Linked DNA regions of Zea mays: regions 1 and 3 are each linked to region 2. Evidence: chromatin contacts called from public Hi-C data. All regions are on one chromosome and are shown on one strand. The core of a region is the stretch at or near the end of the contact, and the rest is flanking DNA. Distances in the headings are between cores, read along the strand shown.

Region 1 (2,968 bases), core at 220-2,719, 370 kb after region 2:
CTGCTGGTCCACCAGGGTCAGGGGCTGCTAAGTCCTCCACGCTGCTCCGGTCTGGCTGCTCCAGAATGCTGGAAGGGAATCGCTCGAAGCTGCTGCGAGACGCTCGTTCGATGCTGGGGACGGCTGATAGGTCGATGCAGCTATATGTTGTCGACAGCGTTTTGTGCTCGATGGTGCTGTCTGAACTGGACGCCAGGTCGTCTGATGCAGGATGGGGAACGCTCTGTGATTCTTCGGATACGTGGGTTCTTGTGGACAACGATACGTGCAGACAAACTTCTCCTGAAAATTTAGCAAGCAAATCTAGGTCATGGATCAAGACGAAAAATCACTAGTATTTGATTTGCATCGTACTCCACTCCACGTGGATAATGTTGCGGGAAGAAAGAAGGAGAGGTTGAGAAAGCGCGCAACTGCGATGATACCGCGGCATTTCTTCTTGGACTTTTTGCTCTTGGGCTGGAGCTGGTACCACTGGGTGCCGAGGGAGAGGTCGTCGGTCTCCATGACCTGGGACAGCGGCAGGCGGACCTGACCCAGCAGGTCGTTGCTAAAGTACTTGTCCTCGTTGAGCACGGACACGACCAGCTCCTCGGCGACGTTGCCCACGAGGAAGCTGAACTCCTCGTCCCAGGCGGGCGACAGGCTGCGCTTCACCACGGCCGTCTTGGCGCGCCGCTTGCCCAGCTTGAGCTTCACGAAGGGGTCGCTGGAGCCGTTGAGGTGCACGGCGGGGAGGCCACGCGCCTCCACCACGCGCACCAGCAGCTTCATCGGCGTAACCCGCAGCGCGCTCTCCGTCGCCGCCTCCACGGACGTAGTGCTGTTCCTCCCCGGTTTCGTCATGGACGGGAGCGACATCGCCGCGGCGGCGGCCGCCGCCTCCGACACCGTCGACGCGCTCCTCGCCGCCGACTTGGTCATGCATGCGATGCGAGGGTCCCGGCCGGCGGCGGTGATGAACGGATCGGTCAAGGAAGAGCGACGGTGATAGAGCGAATCGATCAAGAAAGAGCGGGAGAGAGGTTGGACGGTTTTGAGCTATTGCTTCCTCCCCCGCTGTGGTTCGTGCAGCATGGGCTGGGCTGTTTCAGGTTTCTAAACATAGGCATAGGCGTGGGGACAAAATGTTCAGGTTTCTAAACATTTGCATAGGGAGAAAAAAAAACGCTGGGATTCCTATGTACGAGGATGGGCAAGCTCCGTGCCGCATGGGCTGCTTCAGGTTCAGGTTACCAACATAGGCACATTCCAAACATAGCCAAAAACTGAAGACGAATGAACCAAACCAATCAAAGAAGCGACCCCCACGTGACATGGCCACTTTCATATCAAGAAAGAAGCAAAAAGCCAAAAACCAGCCATATCAGGCCTCAGTGGGAAGCGCGCTCAGAAGAAACGGGTGCAAGCTATCCACGTGACAGCAGGCGCTCCGACTCCGAAGACATAGGTGGGAAGCAAGCTATCCCCCTTGGCAGACGCTCCAAGACATAGGTGTGAAGCAAGGTACCCACGTGGCAGGCGCTTCCAAGTGATATTCTAGGGATCAGCAAGAGGTTCCCTGCTTTTATACAGAGAGATATCTTTCTATTTTTACAGTAGAATAGTAGTATTTCTTTTAGCTTTTAGTTTTATATCTATATTTAAATAGATAGTAATAATGAATATAGACACATATATAAAATACATATATTACATATGGACAAGTATAATAGGAGTTCTGCTGGGCTTCCAATAGTTAAAGTAAGCCCAGCAACCACCCCTGCAACCTGGTTCAATCCGGCGCGCCGACTCAAACAGGCTGTTGGGTGCCCCACGCCTATGCGCGTAAAAAAAGAAATACATGCATGAGTCAAACACGTTCCCTTGCATGCGCGTAAATTTATGAAACAGATGTGTGGTGGTTTCTATTTTTAAATGTTTTATTTTTCTCCATAAATATAGGATTGCTGCAACAGCCATGCAGCTAGACTCGTACGAACCATTTTATGATATATATATCGATACTAAATATGCTACACTGTGTAGATAATTATGCAATTCGGTATACTACGTAAAAATCTGTTACCCGCTGCATGCGCACAAATTTATGATGGAAAGAATGTGCAATGAAAGGAAATGAATTGGCATGCATAGAAACAAAAAATCGTATTTAATGTTTTATTTCCTTCGTAAATATAGGATCCCTCCAATAGCAATGCCTCTAAACTCGTTAGAACTAGTTTATGATATATACTTATACTAATTATACTATACGGTGTAGATATTTATGCAATTCGGTACACTGCGTAAAAATTTGTTTCCTGCTGCATACGCACAAATTTAGGATGGCAAGATTTACGATGAAAGAAAATCGATTGACATGCATGAAAACAAAAAAACTTATTTAAATGCTTTATTTCCTCCATAAATATAGGATAGCTCCAACAAACATGCAACTAGGCTCGTTAGACCTATTTATGATATATACTTATACAAATTATGCTACATGATGTAAGTATTTATACAATGTGGTACACTTCGTAAAAAATCTAGTATATTGTTCACTGGTGGATGCATCTTCAGGTTCGAGCTTAAAAACCTTAAGTTTTGAGCATAAAACCCCTCAGTTATAAGCGTAAATACCGAGCCAATGTGAAAGGTTGATAGCTCTAGTAGGTTGTTATTACGGTTCTATTTTTATGTCAGATTCGAAAAACATGACTCCTGGGAGTTCCCATTTCATGCACGCAAATTTTGGATTATATTTTTCTTTCTAGTTCACCCGCTAAAAATTGGATGACATGAGTCACAGAGAGCATAGATTCTTATACAACGTCTTATAAATAATTACACTGTGTAGCATAATATATCGGTCCAACTAAGAACGCCAGCGGAAATTAGGGTCAGTTTTATGGCAAACGTAAAAATCTGGCATTTACGAACATAAGTGATTTGATTTAATTTTTTATGATAGTTACGAACAAGC
Region 2 (3,058 bases), core at 451-2,950:
AGAATCGACCATTGACAACTTTCAACAATAGCCCTGAAACAGGCTCTCGGGTCTGTTTGGTTGTGGACCAAAGAAAGCCGGCCAAAATTTGACAGCTTACCAAATCTAGGCTAAGCCAAAATTTGGACTTATGGTGTTTGATTTGTGGCCAAAATACGTTGCGGCCAAGCTAAAATTTGGCAGCCGATTTGCTGGCCTTAGTTTTGGCCAAAATTTGGCATAGATTTGTATTGGCATGGCCAAAATTTTATGGGCATAGCCAAAAATTGTCCTACAACCAAATATCGGCTACAATAGATTGGCAAGACAATGTGGAATATTTGGACCTGCATCCAAACACACCCGTCACGTGCGTCGAGCCACGATTAGCAGATAAGATCTGGCCATGGACTGATATGCCCTCCGATATCTTTCTCTTTTCCACTCCCTAGCGTAGTCTTCATCTCATTTTTTCCCGTGTTCTTCCCGTTTGCTGCCCCACTCTCCATGGATCCGCTTGTGCCACTCCTCCCTTGCTTCAAGGTTCACCTACTCCAGTGCTGGTTGAACATGCACATCCGTCTCTTCCATTGTTTGTAGCACCGTCGGCTCCGCCCCCATTGCCGGTGCCGTCTCCATTGCTGGTACAAGGATCATAGCCTCCTCCTCCTTTGGTTCAAGCCCCGCAACTGAAACATGAAACCTGCCTGTTGAATCTAAAACGAAAAACTAGCTGCCAACACTTAGGGTCTATTTGTTTCAGCTTATAGATTATATAATCCAGATTATAATCTAAATTATAATCTAGATATATTATAATCTACATGTAGTTGTTTGGTAGTCTAGATTATACAAATGTAGATTATTCATAAAGACAACAATACCCTTGTTTGTTTATTTGAGGTGAGGAAAGAATGATGGTATTTATATTGTAATTTCTATTTACATAACAATGGGTAGTGGGTCTTTTACCAAAATAATCTCAAATAAGCTACTCTTTAGGATATTATGAGATTATCATAATCTGGGCTTTAGATTATATAATCCGAACTCATAATCTAGGTGTTTGTTTACCTGTTGGATTATTTGCGCTGAATTATATACTCTAGAGAGATTATAATCCGAAACAAACAGAGCCTTAGTACCAGCACACAGTTTAGCAGATTCGGATTCGACACACAGAAAGCATCATGACATAACAACATGACTTGAGCACATATTCAGATTCAGAAAACAGAGATACAATTCACATTACTTGAGCACATGACAACATCACTTCAAATTCGGAGATACAATTCAGTTAATACAATTCACCTCACTTGAGCACATGACTTCAACACATTCACCAAATAGACCAACACTTCGACACATACACACATAATTAAGTTCATACACAAAGAAATAGACCATCATGTGGTCATACACATACACAAACTACTAGTCTGTTCAGCTTCCTAGAAGTGTTCTGCATTTTCACAATGGCATCTTTGAGACCGTCCTTTAGCTCTTGAACAACAAAAGGTTTACAATGCTAGGTTAATATAGGTGTACAAAACTGAATCGTGAGGAAAACATAAGTGCACAAAACAAAATTATAGGTGCATAAGAGAACTCGGGAAGAAGAGTGACGAAGACTACGATCGGGAGGGGAAAAGAAATGGGATCCCAAAAGAAAAAGATAGCCATGGACATATCAGTCCACGGTCTGACATTACCCGATAATCGCGGCTCAACAAGTGTGAGAGCCTGTTTCGGTGTGTTATTTTTGTAAGTCGCCTAGGGCCGATGCTAGAAGAGAAAAGTTCTAGGTTGCGAGTCTTATGTTTGTAAATATCCGCACTCGTAAGTGGTATCCTCACCTCACATAACTACATAAGAGACCGAAACATATTTCCCTCCAGAATCCCTCAACGGAACGCTGCAGCAGTGCAGGTCGCTTTCTTCCCCAAAATTTTGAACCCCGAACCCTAGCTCTGCTCCTCAGTTCCCCGTCTCCATGGACATCGGCGGCAGCGGCGGCATCATATTGTCGCCCGGATCGGAGGATGATAAGTTTGCGCGGAGGCGCTCCCGCCGTGTGAGCTTCGCGGACACCACCGCGGTGCACGTGTTCGACCGCGACGAGGACTTCGAGACGCCTCCCGAGGAGCGCGAGCCCGACTCCACCCCCGCACCCCCTTCTCCCAGGAGGTCCTCGGTTGGCCGGGAGGTTGAGGACGACACGGAGGAGGATTTCAACCGCCCCCCTGTCATCTTCCTCCACGACGTCGACTCGTCGTACCCAGACAGCGCCGCTGAATCCATCGCCTCCGCCGATGGTGGGGTCCTCTGTTTGTTTCGAAATAAAAAATATCGTGAATTGGATGTTGATTTTGTTACGACCCCCACATAGTTTGCTTCCCACAGTTAATGGATATTTAGGTTTTTTTTACGCCGAACTTATTTCTGATGCTCAGGTAGTCAGGTTGCTGCATTTTTCAACTGGATTATGTCAGGTTTGCTGCTCAGATGTTCCATACTTCTCTTTGTGTTGGATCAAGATGTTGATGCTAGATGTGCTGGGCTGTACTTTTGATACAGTAGGCAATTTATTGTGCTGATTGCTGAATTATGAATATAGATGCAATGCAGAGATCTAAGGTGTAGATGGCGTATTGATTGCACAGTACATTAAGCTAGCAGTCATTCCTGTATTGTTGCTCAGTAAGATCTTTAAAACGAAGCACCGTCAATGGATTTGAAGTTGCTTGTGGATTCACTTGTTTTTTGGGATTTAGAAATTATTAGAAAGTAAAACATCACTACATGGTTTTGCGTGTCCATGCTTCTAGTGTGAGTGTGTGACCCTTCTATTATTTATTAGTAATATATGCTAATTATTACGATGCCATATTACTTTGTGGCAAAGCATCCTGTCTTCTCACTATGTGCATTCCTACGACAGATGAAAACTTTTTTGGACCTGTGTCGGCAAGCTTTATTCAAACAGGAAGACCATCAGATTCTGGAATGTCAGAGGATGACAACCATGATATAACTATGGATTCCAGGACGTTCTCTTTGCATTTTCGCAATATTG
Region 3 (3,251 bases), core at 657-3,156, 350 kb after region 2:
TCTACTTTCTACTATGTCCCAAATGCTAGGGTGGAGTGAAAATAAATGACTACGCATCTTATGACTCCACCATGAATAGTCTTCCCATCAAAGTGAGGAGGCTTGCCAAGAGGAATGGACAATAAATGAGCATTTGAACCATAAGGAATGCGAGAGTAATTAAAAGACGTCATTGAGTAACTTTGTTTGTCCGTCTTTTTCTTGAAGTCGTTGTTGTCCTTTGGTGAAGATGAAGAAGTGTCGCTGTTGTAGTACATTATCTTCTTGATGCCCTTATTCTTCTTCTCGCCCTTTTTGTTCTTGCCGGATCCAGATTTGACGGTCTCTGCTCCCTTGGGCGTGTTGTCGGAGAGGACTTCCTTCTCCTTCTCATCGGTCACCTTCCCCTTGCCTTTAGGATCCATATCTTCGAGCGATTAGTCCCTTGATGAATAGAACAGGGGGGTGAATAGGTGATTCTACAAAACTTGAGTAAAACAACACAAACTTGGTCCAATTTATAGATTAGAGAGACTAAAAAACAAGTTCGGATGAGAAGAGGAAAGAAAGAAAGATTCTTCACCTAATTGCTCACTTGAGATGTGTATTAAACTAGGAGTAATATGTAAGTGAAGCTTATGCTTAAGGAAGATAGAAATCACAGTAAAGTAAATGGATAAGAGACACATCGTTTTTTCCTATGGTTCGGCCAAATCCTACTCCACGTTGTGGTGACCTCCTTCGGTCAAGGGTTGCACTCAACCCCTCTCAAGTGATCCAAAGATCAAACTTGAGTGTCACGGTATTCTTCCTTATATCAATCTCGTTTGTGAGGAATCTCCACGAATTGCAATCTCTCATGCCTTACACAAGTGATCAATATCAAAACCGAAGTAAGGGGGAGTAAGAACACAGACACAAGAGCACAATCGCAGCAATAACATGCACACAAGCGAAGAAAAAAGCACAAGAACAAGAACAACTGAGTTACAGCTCAGAAAAGCGCGCAAATCTCTCAAACAATTCAAACAGCATGGTCGCGTGTGCTCTTAGAATGCTTGGTCTGTTGCTCCATGGTGCCTAGGGGTCCTTTTATAGTCCCAAGGGGCCTAGGAGCCATTAGAGCTCCCAACCTTTTTGTATGCATGTGCACCAGACTGTCTAGTGGCACACTAGACACTGCACAATACAATGGTTAGAAGATCACTGATTGGCCACTTCTCTTCTTAGACGGGCACCGGACTGTCCAGTGCACCATCTGATCGTTGGAGTCTGCTGACGTGGTTGATAGCCGTTAGCTGACTATCACACCAGACTGTCCGGGGCTCTACGCGGACCGTCCGGTGAATTATAGCCGAGTAGGCCTGGCTGAACCCGAGAGTGGCCTCGTTGCCCGTACAATCATCGGACTGCCTAGTGCTGCCCAGACCAGCCCATCTTCTCCTTTTTTGTGTTAAATTCCTTTGGCTTCGTTTGGCTCGACTTTAGATGATCCTTAGCACCTAGACAAAAATGATTAGCACATAAAACAATTGACTAAGTCTTGAAACTATACCTTTTTCATCTATTTCCTTCAGGATTTGTAATATGCCCCAAACTCAAGCCCCAAAAGTGCTCACACTTATACCATATCTCACAAAGTTGCTTTCTAGATCCTTGTTTGTGCTCTTTTGGACTTGACATCTTCAATTTGCTAGATTATAATGTGTACTCATGCTCATGTGAAAAGTGTTAGTTTATAGTAGTGTGTTGAGCAGTTAATCACCAAAACACATGGAAATGTCCCAAGGGCACATTTCGCTTTCACCAACCCCCTCCAAAGTTTCAACGTCTTATAACCGACGCACAGTGCCTCGGGTCACCAGGACTATCCGATTCGATGAAGCGGTCGTGTTTAAGGCGGTGGGGAACCATCCGTGAGCTGGGACAGAATGGTGGCTCGGGCCCAGGTGCGCTATGTGCTTCCTGCACGCCGAAAGGCCAATATGGGTCGTGCCAATGAGGCCGACCAAGGCCAGCTGGCCCTTTTCTTTTTCAAGAGATTTCAGAATCCTTTAATGTATTTCCAGCAAAAAGTAAATAGTAAAGAAATTAGTAAAATAGTAAAGAAATTTTTAGCAATATTATTTCCAGACTTAGAAAATTATAGAGATATTTTTAGACTATTTTATTCTGTTGCGTACTTTGTTTTAATTTTTTGTGCAATTTGGGTTAGTTATGAAACCAATGTGAATTAATTATAGTTTAAATCACGTGGAATTTAGAAAATTTGTGTTAACTGAATAATTTACCAATGTTCGATATTGTTACCATATTTTGTACAAGTTTATATTTTCTAGATCATCCAACAATAGTTTAGAATTATTAAACAAGAAACTTTGTTTATCATGAATGGTTATTATTTGACCAATGTTAAATATTTAATCATGCAAGTTATATGCTTCAGTATTTCGTTTCAGTTGTCCTAAATATTTTTTCTATTTTAATATTTTAAAGGTGCAAACACTACATGCAGATTGGTCAGATCGCATAGATTAAACCACTGGATGGTAGTAATTACCATTCTTGGGGGAAATAACCACAATGGGTGAAATAGATTACTCACTGCGGTTTGAGAAACCTATAGAGCCCACAATGGGCACTTCCAACTATGATCATAATTAGATGCAATACAGCATCGATAAGGTTAAGTGGGAGAGATCCAATGGCAAGTGCTTGATCATCATCAAGAGAAGCATCAAGGATCCTCTTTAGGGTTCTATATCAGAATGTGAGACTGCCAAGGAGTACCTTGAGAAGATAGGTTCTCATTTTAAAAGGTCCTCCAAGGCATATGCATGCTCTCTGATAATGGAATTTGTCAATGCAAAGTACAATGGAAATGGTGTCAAAGCATTCATACAGAACATGATCTTCGTGGTTGCTAAGATAAACAAATACCTCGGGTCTCCCATGCATGAGGAATTTGTAGTGTTCATGATAATGATGTCTCTGCCAAAGAACTATTAGACATTTCATATCCAGTACAACACCAGTGTGACAGATAATTGGAACATAGACCAACTCATGGCATAGTGTGTTCAAAAGGAGAAAATGTTGAAGCAGAAAGGAGACTCTGTCAACTTTGTAAAAAAATATCCCCAAATAGAACAAGAACTCTCAAAATAAGTTCAAGAAGCAGATGAAGCATGATCACCAGACTTCTACTAGCAATAATCAACTGAAGCAGTCAAGCAACTTCTAAGTGCAACATGATGCATGCCTCTACTGCA

The links. A called contact is a pair of places that touch in the nucleus more often than the background predicts.
Region 1: a Hi-C map of leaf shows a contact between it and region 2, with 4 times the contacts expected there. The contact joins the promoter of LOC103638703 here to the promoter of LOC103638705 in region 2. A contact is called at or near these places in 2 of 25 Hi-C or Micro-C datasets (leaf and tassel) and 1 of 3 datasets of contacts at active chromatin or transcription factors (leaf).
Region 3: a contact with region 2 is called in a Hi-C map of seedling, with 2.5 times the contacts expected there. The contact joins the enhancer-like site here to the promoter of LOC103638705 in region 2. A contact is called at or near these places in 2 of 25 Hi-C or Micro-C datasets (seedling and an unstated tissue).

What each region holds. Positions count from the first base shown.
Region 1 is chr9:96,743,976-96,746,943 of Zm-B73-REFERENCE-NAM-5.0, reverse strand. It overlaps LOC103638703 (C2 and GRAM domain-containing protein), which reads right to left and starts at 1,469. Exons shown (of 9, transcript XM_008661542.2): 1 at 426-1,469; 2 at 1-282. The coding sequence starts at 924.
Region 2 is chr9:97,113,218-97,116,275 of Zm-B73-REFERENCE-NAM-5.0, reverse strand. It overlaps LOC103638705, which reads left to right and starts at 1,700. Exons shown (of 15, transcript XM_008661545.3): 1 at 1,700-2,297; 2 at 2,924-3,058. The coding sequence starts at 1,976.
Region 3 is chr9:96,763,491-96,766,741 of Zm-B73-REFERENCE-NAM-5.0, reverse strand. No RefSeq gene overlaps it. Among protein-coding and RNA genes, the nearest start is that of LOC103638703, 20 kb to the right of the region's middle. Within about 2 kb of position 1,906, at least 12 of the 20 cell types and tissues checked have an H3K27ac peak or open chromatin away from gene starts, as enhancers often do. A contact at or near this core is called in seedling, where this site is marked.